Regions from separate parts of the Sus scrofa genome. Here region 2 is linked to region 1. Evidence: chromatin contacts called from public promoter capture Hi-C data. All regions are on one chromosome and are shown on one strand. The core of a region is the stretch at or near the end of the contact, and the rest is flanking DNA. Distances in the headings are between cores, read along the strand shown. Region 1 holds the start of SARS (serine--tRNA ligase, cytoplasmic). Region 2 holds the start of TMEM167B (protein kish-B).

Evidence for each region. Promoter capture Hi-C pulls out the DNA fragments that hold promoters and counts their contacts.
Region 2: a promoter capture Hi-C map of liver shows a contact between it and region 1, with 2.1 times the contacts expected there. The contact joins the promoter of TMEM167B here to the promoter of SARS in region 1. A contact is called at or near these places in 2 of 5 promoter capture datasets (fetal skeletal muscle and liver), 2 of 47 Hi-C or Micro-C datasets (heart right ventricle and skeletal muscle) and 1 of 2 datasets of contacts at active chromatin or transcription factors (alveolar macrophages).

What each region holds. Positions count from the first base shown.
Region 1 is chr4:110,871,858-110,876,518 of Sscrofa11.1, forward strand. It overlaps SARS (serine--tRNA ligase, cytoplasmic), which reads right to left and starts at 2,855. Exons shown (of 11, transcript XM_001925670.7): 1 at 2,561-2,855. The coding sequence starts at 2,696.
Region 2 is chr4:110,968,976-110,973,636 of Sscrofa11.1, forward strand. TMEM167B (protein kish-B) reads right to left here and starts at 2,534. Exons shown (of 3, transcript XM_001926138.5): 1 at 2,401-2,534; 2 at 242-373. The coding sequence starts at 2,410.

The sequences.
Region 1 (4,661 bases), core at 1,605-4,104:
TTGTCTACACAATAGATAAAAATTTCCTACGAAATGAGAAAAAAACATGCACATTGGTCAACGGGCTTGAATAGACCTCTCCCCAAACAGGCTGTCCAAATGCTAATACGTATTACATGAAAAGGTGCTCAATATGTCTGTAGTCATCAGGAAAATGCAAATTAAAACCACAATGAGATATCACTATATATCCATCCGAATGGCTAAAATTAAAAGGACTGCCAATATCAAGGGCAAGGATGCAGAGCAACTGAAACTCATATATTTCTGGTTGGAGTATCAATTACTGCAACCACTTTGGAAAGCTATTTGGGGGAGTTCCCTTCGTGGCGAAGTGGTTAACGAATTCGACTAGGAACCATGAGGTTGCGGGTTCGGTCCCTGCCCTTGCTCAGTGGGTTAACGATCCGGCGTTGCCATGAGCCGTGGTGTAGGTCACAGACGCAGCTCGGATCCCTCGTTGCTGTGGCTCTGGCGTAGGATGGCAGCTACAGCTCCGATTACACCCCTAGCCTGGGAACCTCCATGTGCCACGGGAGCAGCCCAAGAAACGGCAAAAAAAAGACAAAAAAACAAACAAACAAAAAAGAAAGCTATTTGGTAATATCTACTAAATCTTAACAGGTGCCTACCCTATGACCTAGCAATTCCATTCCTGGGTAGGTACTCAACAGAAAGGGGTGCTTATGTCCACAAAAAGATACAATGTTCACAGCATCTGATTCCTATTACCCTTAAACTGGTAACAATCCAAATATCAGCAGAATTGGTTGGTATATTTCTATATCGAAGTACTATATAGCAACGAAAAAGAACCAATCACTAAACAAGGTCCTATGTAGAGCACAAGGAACTATATTCAATAGTCTATAATAAACCATAATGGAAAAGAACAAAAAGTGGAGTTCCCATTATGGCTCAGTGGATTAAGAACCCCATATAGTCTCTGTGACAAAGTGAAGTTCCTGCTGAGCCACAATGGGAACTTCAGTGGCTTTTCACATCAATTGCTTCTTCCTATGGAAAAGCAAAGTGCCCTGAGCACAGAAGATATTCATGAATTCAACAAACTTTTGTCAAGCCTACCATGTGCAATGCTAGGTTCTGGGATTATTTGTACACATGTGTATATTTATACCCCATATATGTATGTGTATACCCTGGGTACTGACATACAGATGACTAAAACACAACACTGTCCCTGAAGAATTCATCTCCTCACTACACAGCCAATCCTCAGGCAAAAGACAGAACTTCTCACAGACGTGTACATTATACACAAGAGACATTCAAAATCATTTAGTAGCTGGACAATGGCTAGACTGCTAGAAAAATTTGTTACTTCAGACTTCTGACTCAGTAAAACAGTGTCCAGTCTAGTTTTTCCCCCTTCCATTTAATTTAATTCCACTGCAACTCAAAACTTCAGATTCAGATTCAGGTGGTGGGATCTCTCCACAAGGGACTTGACTGTGATACATAGAATCAGCAGACAATCTGAGCTGAACAAATATTCTCCTGGTACCCAATATCCTTATGTTCCAATTCTTCCTTCAGCTCTTTCCCTACCCGGGTGACACATAAATTTAGGGAAATCAACTTTCCTAAGAGAAATCCATCACCTTTTGGGACAGTGACTGACTTTGCAGGGCGCCGTCATAAACCTGGGTTTCAGCGGGTTGCAGACCTATTGCATCAGACAAAATAAACCACGTGTTTGACAGCATCCGGCCAATTAGTGACTACTCCAACTAATCTAGGCAAAGATTGATAGGCAGAGGGTGCTATGGTTTTATTTAGCCTCACGAAAGATGTCCGGATCAGTTCCAGGTTGTAGCCCAACTCCATCAACGTCTATTCCGGAAAACTTCCACAAATCACAATTAAACAGCCTCAGTAATTACGAGTTTTTTCTTGCTTCACCGCATCCCTCTGCCCACGTCTGATCTACCATGGAAGCCCATGGTCGGTTCTTAAAGGACTGCCCACAGTTCAGGGGGATTGCCTTCCCCAAAGCTCTGCGATCACTGCTTTTAGCCAGTAGCGGCCTCCAAAATCCCCAAATGCCTCCAATATGGGAGGAGTGAACCTACTGCGCTGCAGATGTGACTCAGACTGGAGCCTGTGAGTCTATCAAAATAGGGACCACTCTGGCTTTGCTGAAGATAAAAAGACCGGAGGCGACCAAACAGAGAAGTGTTAGGAAAGGGGAGCAATCTCCCCCATTACCCAACAAAATCTGCCCCGACTTTCTCTGGGTTACCCTTGCGGCCGGAAGGCTTGACAGCTCTTAACGCGCATGCGCCATGCTCTTTTCCCACAGACTCAGGAGCAGGGATCCGCGCCCCGCACGCCGGGAAGGGAGGTCTTACCGCCCCGGGGGAAGGGAAAGGTGGGGACCGTCCCGGCTCCCTGGGTGATAGGGAGAGCTTCCGAGCCACCGAAACCTAGGAGGGGGTCTGACAAGGGGTGGAAGCTATGGCCTCAGGAGCAGTATCGAGATCCGAGAGATGTAGCTGGGGTTAGGATCCAGGGATACTCCGCGAGTCTCTGTACTTACATCGTCGCCACTCGCTGTCTGCCTTCACCAGCTGATCCACTAGTCCTGGGTCCTTGAAGCGCTTCTCCTGCGACTCTCGGATGAGGGCTGGGTCCCCTCCTTTATCTACCCGAAACAAATCCAGATCCAGCACCATCTTTCCTCCTCCTGGACCAACACTAAGGGAAATGCACTTCGGGCCACAGCAGTCTGCGAGACCGACTCACTACCCCGGCGCGCCGGCCCGCCCTTCCCGCGCAGGCGCAGCAGAGCGTGCGGACGCCCCGCCTCTCGCCGGAAGCTGCTGTGTGGGGGGCGGGGCCGCGGAGAGGAGGGCGGGGCCGCGGAGAGGAGGGCGGGGCCGCGGGAGGAGGGCGGGGCCGCGGGAGGAGGGGGGGCGGGGGGGGGGCGGGGCCGCGGGAGGAGGCGGGGCGGGGGGGGGCCGCGGGAGGAGGGCGGGGCCGCGGGAGGAGGGCGGGGCCGCGGGAGGAGGGCGGGATAGGTGGACGCGGGCCTCTCGAGCTGTGTCCAGGTCGGGTCCGCTTGTTGGAGGTGTTGTGCTTTCTCATCAATTGTCTTGCTCTGCAGGGGCTCTTGTTTGCCCTATGAAAGAAAAGTGAGTGCCTGTTTCCTCCTTATGTTAAAGGGCACACCTAAGGCGAGGCAGAGGCCTTTTAGTGTAATTACTGGCTTGGAAGCTGGCACCTCCGATAAATGCCTGTTTGGACTGTAGAAGTTTGGGTCCTAAGGTTGGACTCTCTCCCTGAACCTCTACTCTCTTCTCCATCTTGAGACTTGAGTGTGCCTACACATTTTAGTCCCCAGATTACCTCAGCTCAAGATTCCTCCTCTCCTGCCTGAGTTAGAATACTTTTCTTTTTCCTTTTTAAATTTGTTGTGGTGGCGGTGTTTTGTTTTGTTTTGTTTTGTTTTTGTTTTTGTTTTTGTTTGGCCAGGACAGTGGCATGTGGAAGTTCCTGGGCCAGAGATCAAACCTGCACTACAGGAGCAACCCAAGCCACTGCAGTGACAATGCTGGATCTTGAACCCATAGTACCACAGAAGAACTCCAAAGATACCTTTATTAAGTTGCTTATTTGGTGAACTGGATTGTCCCTTTACCTACATTTAAGAACACAGGGTTGGAGTTCCCGTCGTGGCGCAGTGGTTAACGAATCCGACTGGGAACCATGAGGTTGCGGGTTCGGTCCCTGCCCTTGCTCAGTGGGTTAACGATCCAGCGTTGCCATGAGCTGTGGTGTAGGTTGTAGGCTCGGATCCCGCATTGCTGTGGCCCTGGCATAGGCCGGTGGCTACAGCTCCTATTCGACCCCTAGCCTGGGAACCTCCATATGCCGCGGGAGTGGCCCAAAGAAATAGCAAAAAGACAAAAACAAAAAAAAACCCACAGGGTTGGAGAAGCATGAATGATCTTTTAGAGGGACACATGAGGAGTTGTCTGGGTTTCCCCCCCTAGATTCTGCTTGCCTAGGTTGTTAGATTTAAAATCAGTGGAAAGAAAGTGTCAGGAGCTACAGTCTCTGAAGAAAGCATGTAAGAAGACTGTCCTCAAAGGGTCGGGTTCCTTGAAATCTTCTCAAAGTCTGTGGTGGGAGCTGACTGCTTCCATATCAGTGAAGGCATTGCCAGCATGTGTTGTTTGCTCAGTTTCAAAACAGTGATGGGTGCTGCTGGGGCTGCACAGTACTCATAGTGCCCACAGTGTCTAGGGGAGGAAGGCACTGGGCCAATCCTTTAAGAAGGTCATCAGCATAACTGGAAGGATGGCCTTAAAATCCTGACTGCTCCAAACTTCCTTAAGAATTTTCAACATTAGTCTTATCATGAGATTACAGACATCTTCCCTTACAATGTTCATGTTGCTGATAAGTATAACAGAATAATATAATAGCGTATTTCATTTATCAGCTTAGAATCACAGGACTTTTTAAAAATTTTTTTTTTTTAGGGCTGCACCCACAGCGTATGAAAGTTCCCAGGCTAGGGGTCGCATCCGAGCTACAGCTGCTGGCCTTCGCCACAGCCACAGCCACAGCAATGGATCTGAGCTGCATCTGCAACCTACGCCACAGCTCACTGCAACGCTGGATCCTTAACCCAA
Region 2 (4,661 bases), core at 1,284-3,783, 97 kb after region 1:
AGAGGCTCCAGTTCATTCTTTCTAGAAATTCAGAAAAATGTTTCATCAGGAAAATATTCCTAACAATGCCAGTTCAGTCTAAGCTTGTTTAATATACATACTTTTCTCCATAGAGATTACCAGATTATCTTGGGGCTTAAATAATTATGTCAAAGTGAAACCAAATAACGATCCCGCCCATCCCACCCCCACTGTGTAGCGCCTCACTGTCCTCTCCTCCCCCTGACAGATATGATCTCACCTTTGTAAAACACACCCCAAACTCCCTTCTTCTCTGAGAGCAGCCAGGTTTTGAGGCGAGGTACCTTCTTGAAGTAGGCACAGGTACAAACAAAGAGCAAGCCGAACACCAGAATTCCATCCAGCGAGTACACTGTTAGAGAAAGAGGAGAAGACCTTTGGTGCTAATCTAGCTGGGGAGAGGGGAGCCCACAGAACAGAGTGCGACAGAATATCAAGATGATAACCTCGACTGCAGCGCCAGCCGGTGACATGAGGGAGCCATGGTCCTGGGACTCACAAGGTTACTTTATTGTTCCTCAAAATCACTTGTAGATATTTCCCCAACAAAAATCTCACTGCTCCCTTCCCTCCACTTTCAAGAACTATAAATTCTGAGAAGGGTGCTTTGCTTTATGTGGAATCAGCCTACTGGGAATGCTGACTGGCAATAGGTTGAGAGAGGCATAAGAACCCTTGGTGCCTGAATGGAGAGAATTAAACATGTTCTTATTATAAAGAACTCATGTGATAAAGGAAAGCTAGATATTTAGCCACATCTCTCAGGTCAGCATCCGCTGGTGAACAACACACAAGGCAAATGTAAAGCTTAATGGAGACTGCAAGAGTTCAAATCCATATGACTAAAATTTTCCAATGCTTATCTTACACTTCACATGTAAATTTTCCAATGCTTATCTTACACTTCACATGTACTCTACTTACAAACCAAATTTCTACCAGAATAACATTCTTGAAAAAAAAAAAAGTATCTGAGGCTTGGACATAGTGGGACGACGATTGTGGGGGAAAAAACCTTTGAACAATTAGTTCTATTTCTTACATATGTAAACCAAAACAGATCCTTTAACCTGCTGCAGCAGGCTGGGGATTGAACCTGCACCTACACAGTGACCTGAGCTGCTGCAATCGGGTTCTTAACCCATGCACCACAGTGGGAACTCCCCAAGCTGTTTCTTATTAACACAATGAATCACCTAAGTGCAAAAAAATAAATAAATAAATAAAGGGTGATGGGTCATGAACATTTATTCAATAATTACTGTGTTCCAACTGCTCTCTTATTTCTCAGTTTAGATGATTTCTTCCTCTGGGTGATATCCCTTCCTGTACTGTGCCTAATAACCTCGGACCTCTGACTGCTCCTGAAGCTCCAAAAGGATATTTTACAAAACCAGCATCTGCCAGTTCTGGGCCACCAGTGTACCGCCCTCTCTCCTTCCAGTAAAACTACCCCACAGCCAAATTAAAACAAGCGTCCAGTAAATTAAAACATACACTAAGTTTTTATGCTGAACAATATTTTACTTGCTAGTCTTTTTCTACCATAAATTCTGACAGGTAAAGCCAAAAGCCACAAGGACGGGAAATGTGAACCCTCAGTACCAGGTTTATGGAGAAGTACTTTTGAGAGATGCTCTCCTATGCGCCTCAAATTATACTGCCTAAGAAGCCTTCTCATCTTTCTTGTTAAGGTTGATGCTAAAGACTGCAAAGGCTTTGTTTCTTGCCCTTCCCTGGAATTCGGTAATCATGTCCATAAAGTGTTTGAAGACACCTGAAAAATTAGGTCAGACAAACAGGGTAGCAACTGCCACATCATTTAGAAGAGGCAGTGTCTAAATGCAAACCCTGCAACACTAACCATGGTCTCCAGATGGGATCGTCCAGGCAGGACTTTAGAATCAAATAAGAGAAAACTTTAAAGCATTTTTGCAAAACAAGTAGAACTTTTTTTTGAGTCTACATTCACTGCCCCCCCAAATGTGGAGCCAAAAATCCTCTGATTTTTTTGTCCTCCCTAGGAGCTTACTATCCAAAAGTATGAGAACGCAGAGGGCTGTGAGAAGGATCTGTTTTTCACTGGTGCTAAAGCGACATTAAGGGCCAGAACGAACTTCTAGAAAGGGGACAAGGGAAAGCACAGGGTAGGGGCCAAGGACTCGGGGAGGGGGCACATGAAGCACTGAGGGTTCCAGATGGGCACAGGGCGGAGGAACCCGCAGAGGGGTTGAGGGAACAGGAGTTACGGCCCCAAGAGAACAAGGGGGGACTGGGCTGGGAGGGGGCGGGGAGAGCGGCCACGTCAGTCCCGGCTCCGCCCGCCACGTTTCCTCTCGCTCTGCTCTCTCCTCCGCCGCTCTGGGCATTGGTTCTCACCGTTCGTCATGGCGGCTGGGCCGGGGCCTGGGTATGGCGTCCCGGGATCGGCGGTGGTAGCGGCGAAGGCGGGGGAACCCCAGCTCCCGCTTGACACTTCCCGATCAGGGCCGCAGCGATCAGGGCAGGAGTCAGAGTACGCAGGCGCAAGGGCAGAGAGGGGAGCGCCGAACGCAATCAGGGGTGGATAGTCGATTGCCGAGCTAGGGAACCTGCGTGGGAGGAATTGCGCTAATATGTGTGGTTTAGAAAAACGCTATCCCGCAGGGTTCCTCCGTGGCCATGGTAACCAAGTCTCTTCTGAGCGCCCCTGAAGAGTTAGTGTTGGGGCGTAACCTGTCCTGCTAGCGTCGTGGTTGAAAAAGGTAAAGGCTTCAGTTTTGCCCTTTATTTTGCGCTTTGGTAGCTGCAGTGTCTGCGTGTGTGCGTTTGGTGTGTCTGTAAGCGGCTGCCCGCCTGCAACGGAGAGGTGCCGCCTGCAACGGAGAGGTCTCCGTCTCAAGCTTCCATTTAAAAGAAGCCGCGCTTGCTGCGTCTCTCCTTACTCCTTAAACAAATCTGGAGAGTGAGGTTGCGTTTGGACTTTCAGTTAGGAACCTTATAACGCTAAAACTCTACATTGTTGGGAAACGTTTAGATAATTGCCTGTTTGCATCAATTTTTCTTTAAACTATCAGGATAGTCTCAATTATCTCTTGTATTTAGTTATGCAGGGGTCACCTCAACTTCTTTAACCGGGAAATGGAGATATTGGGACAGCTCTTCTCACAGCATTTTAACAACCTGACCAAATACACCGTCAGTTTAATGTTAGCGCGGGGTTGAGGAGACGAAGCCACAGGTCCCATTTTGAACAGCGAAATCCTTAATTACACACAACGCGACCTGCCTTTATTAGAGTCGGGGCGAAAGTGCGACTGAGTTGTTGGGAGCTGAAGGTTAGTTAAGGTTAGTAATCCGCAGATGTCTACATCCTAAAGGGATTCTTTGTCCTTCCTCCTGCAGAGCCACCTGCTGGCTGCGGCCTGCTTGGTTTTGAGGAAGAAAAGCTATCAAAGCCTCCTAGGAGTTGGAGTGGAAAAGCAAGCCAAAAAGTCTGATTAGGACAGACTCCTTATGAAAATACACATAAATGCAAATGAACTTATTTACAAAACAGAAATAGACCCACGGGCATAGAAAACATGGTTACCAAAGGGGAAAGAGAGGGAGGGATAAATTAGAATTTATAATTTGTAAATTATCTTTTAATCAGTTAACTCTTTTTCAAAATATCATTCCTCTTGCCCCCTTTTCCGTTCTACATCCATCACCTTTGTGATTTTGCCATTTCAGTCACTGTTTTTTCTTTTTTTTTTTTTTTCTGGCCACACCTGCCTTGTCCTCCAAGGGTATGGAAGATCCCAGGCTAGAAGTTTTTAAGCATCAATTAAATCCTCACAGCAGTGAGAACGTGCATTTGTATAACATTTTGACATTTTCAAAGCAAACACACCTTGTCATCGTACCTGAAGTAATCGTCACAACTGCCTCATCACCTCTATTTTAGAGATAATCTAAGGTTTAGAGTAAGGACTATCCAGTATCGACAGTCTTCTGGTCTTCTGAACTCAGAACTAGAAAATTTTAGTCCACACCATGACTGCTATTTACTTTAACACAACCGCTGCCTGCTGAGTATATGTCTAACTCCTTGCCTGCTATACAAGGCCTTCCAGCAGCATTTTCTATTGTTCCTATATGTGGACTTCAAGCTTCAGCTCTGAAAAGACTGTTCTGCGTTCCTCAAATGTACTCTCTGCTCTCACATTTTGGCTCATGCCATCTACTCTTTTGGAGATAACTTTTATCTCCTCGTTTTTACTAGACGGAAGCCATTCCAGTTTTCTTTTTTCTTTCGTGCGCTGAAAGGTAAGTCTCTTCTCACCTGTCACTCTCAGAGTTTAAGAATTAAGTTTAAGGACAAAAAAAAATCACAATTGAAGAACTGGGAAGAGTGATTGTCTCCTTACTATTTCAAAGGACGGTAATGGACATAATACCTTACTGTTTCTCCTTGTGTCTGTCTTTCTTCTTCTTCCTATTCTTTCTTCTCACGCTTGTATTTATTTCCCTTCTTCCTCTCTCCACCATATTTTTTTTATTCCAGGTTCTAAGTAGTATTTTACCTTTTTTTTTTATTGAATAAAGTGAATTTCACCAGATTTCTATTTCAAAATTAGTTAGACTAAGAATTTTATATTTTCAAAAATTATATTCTG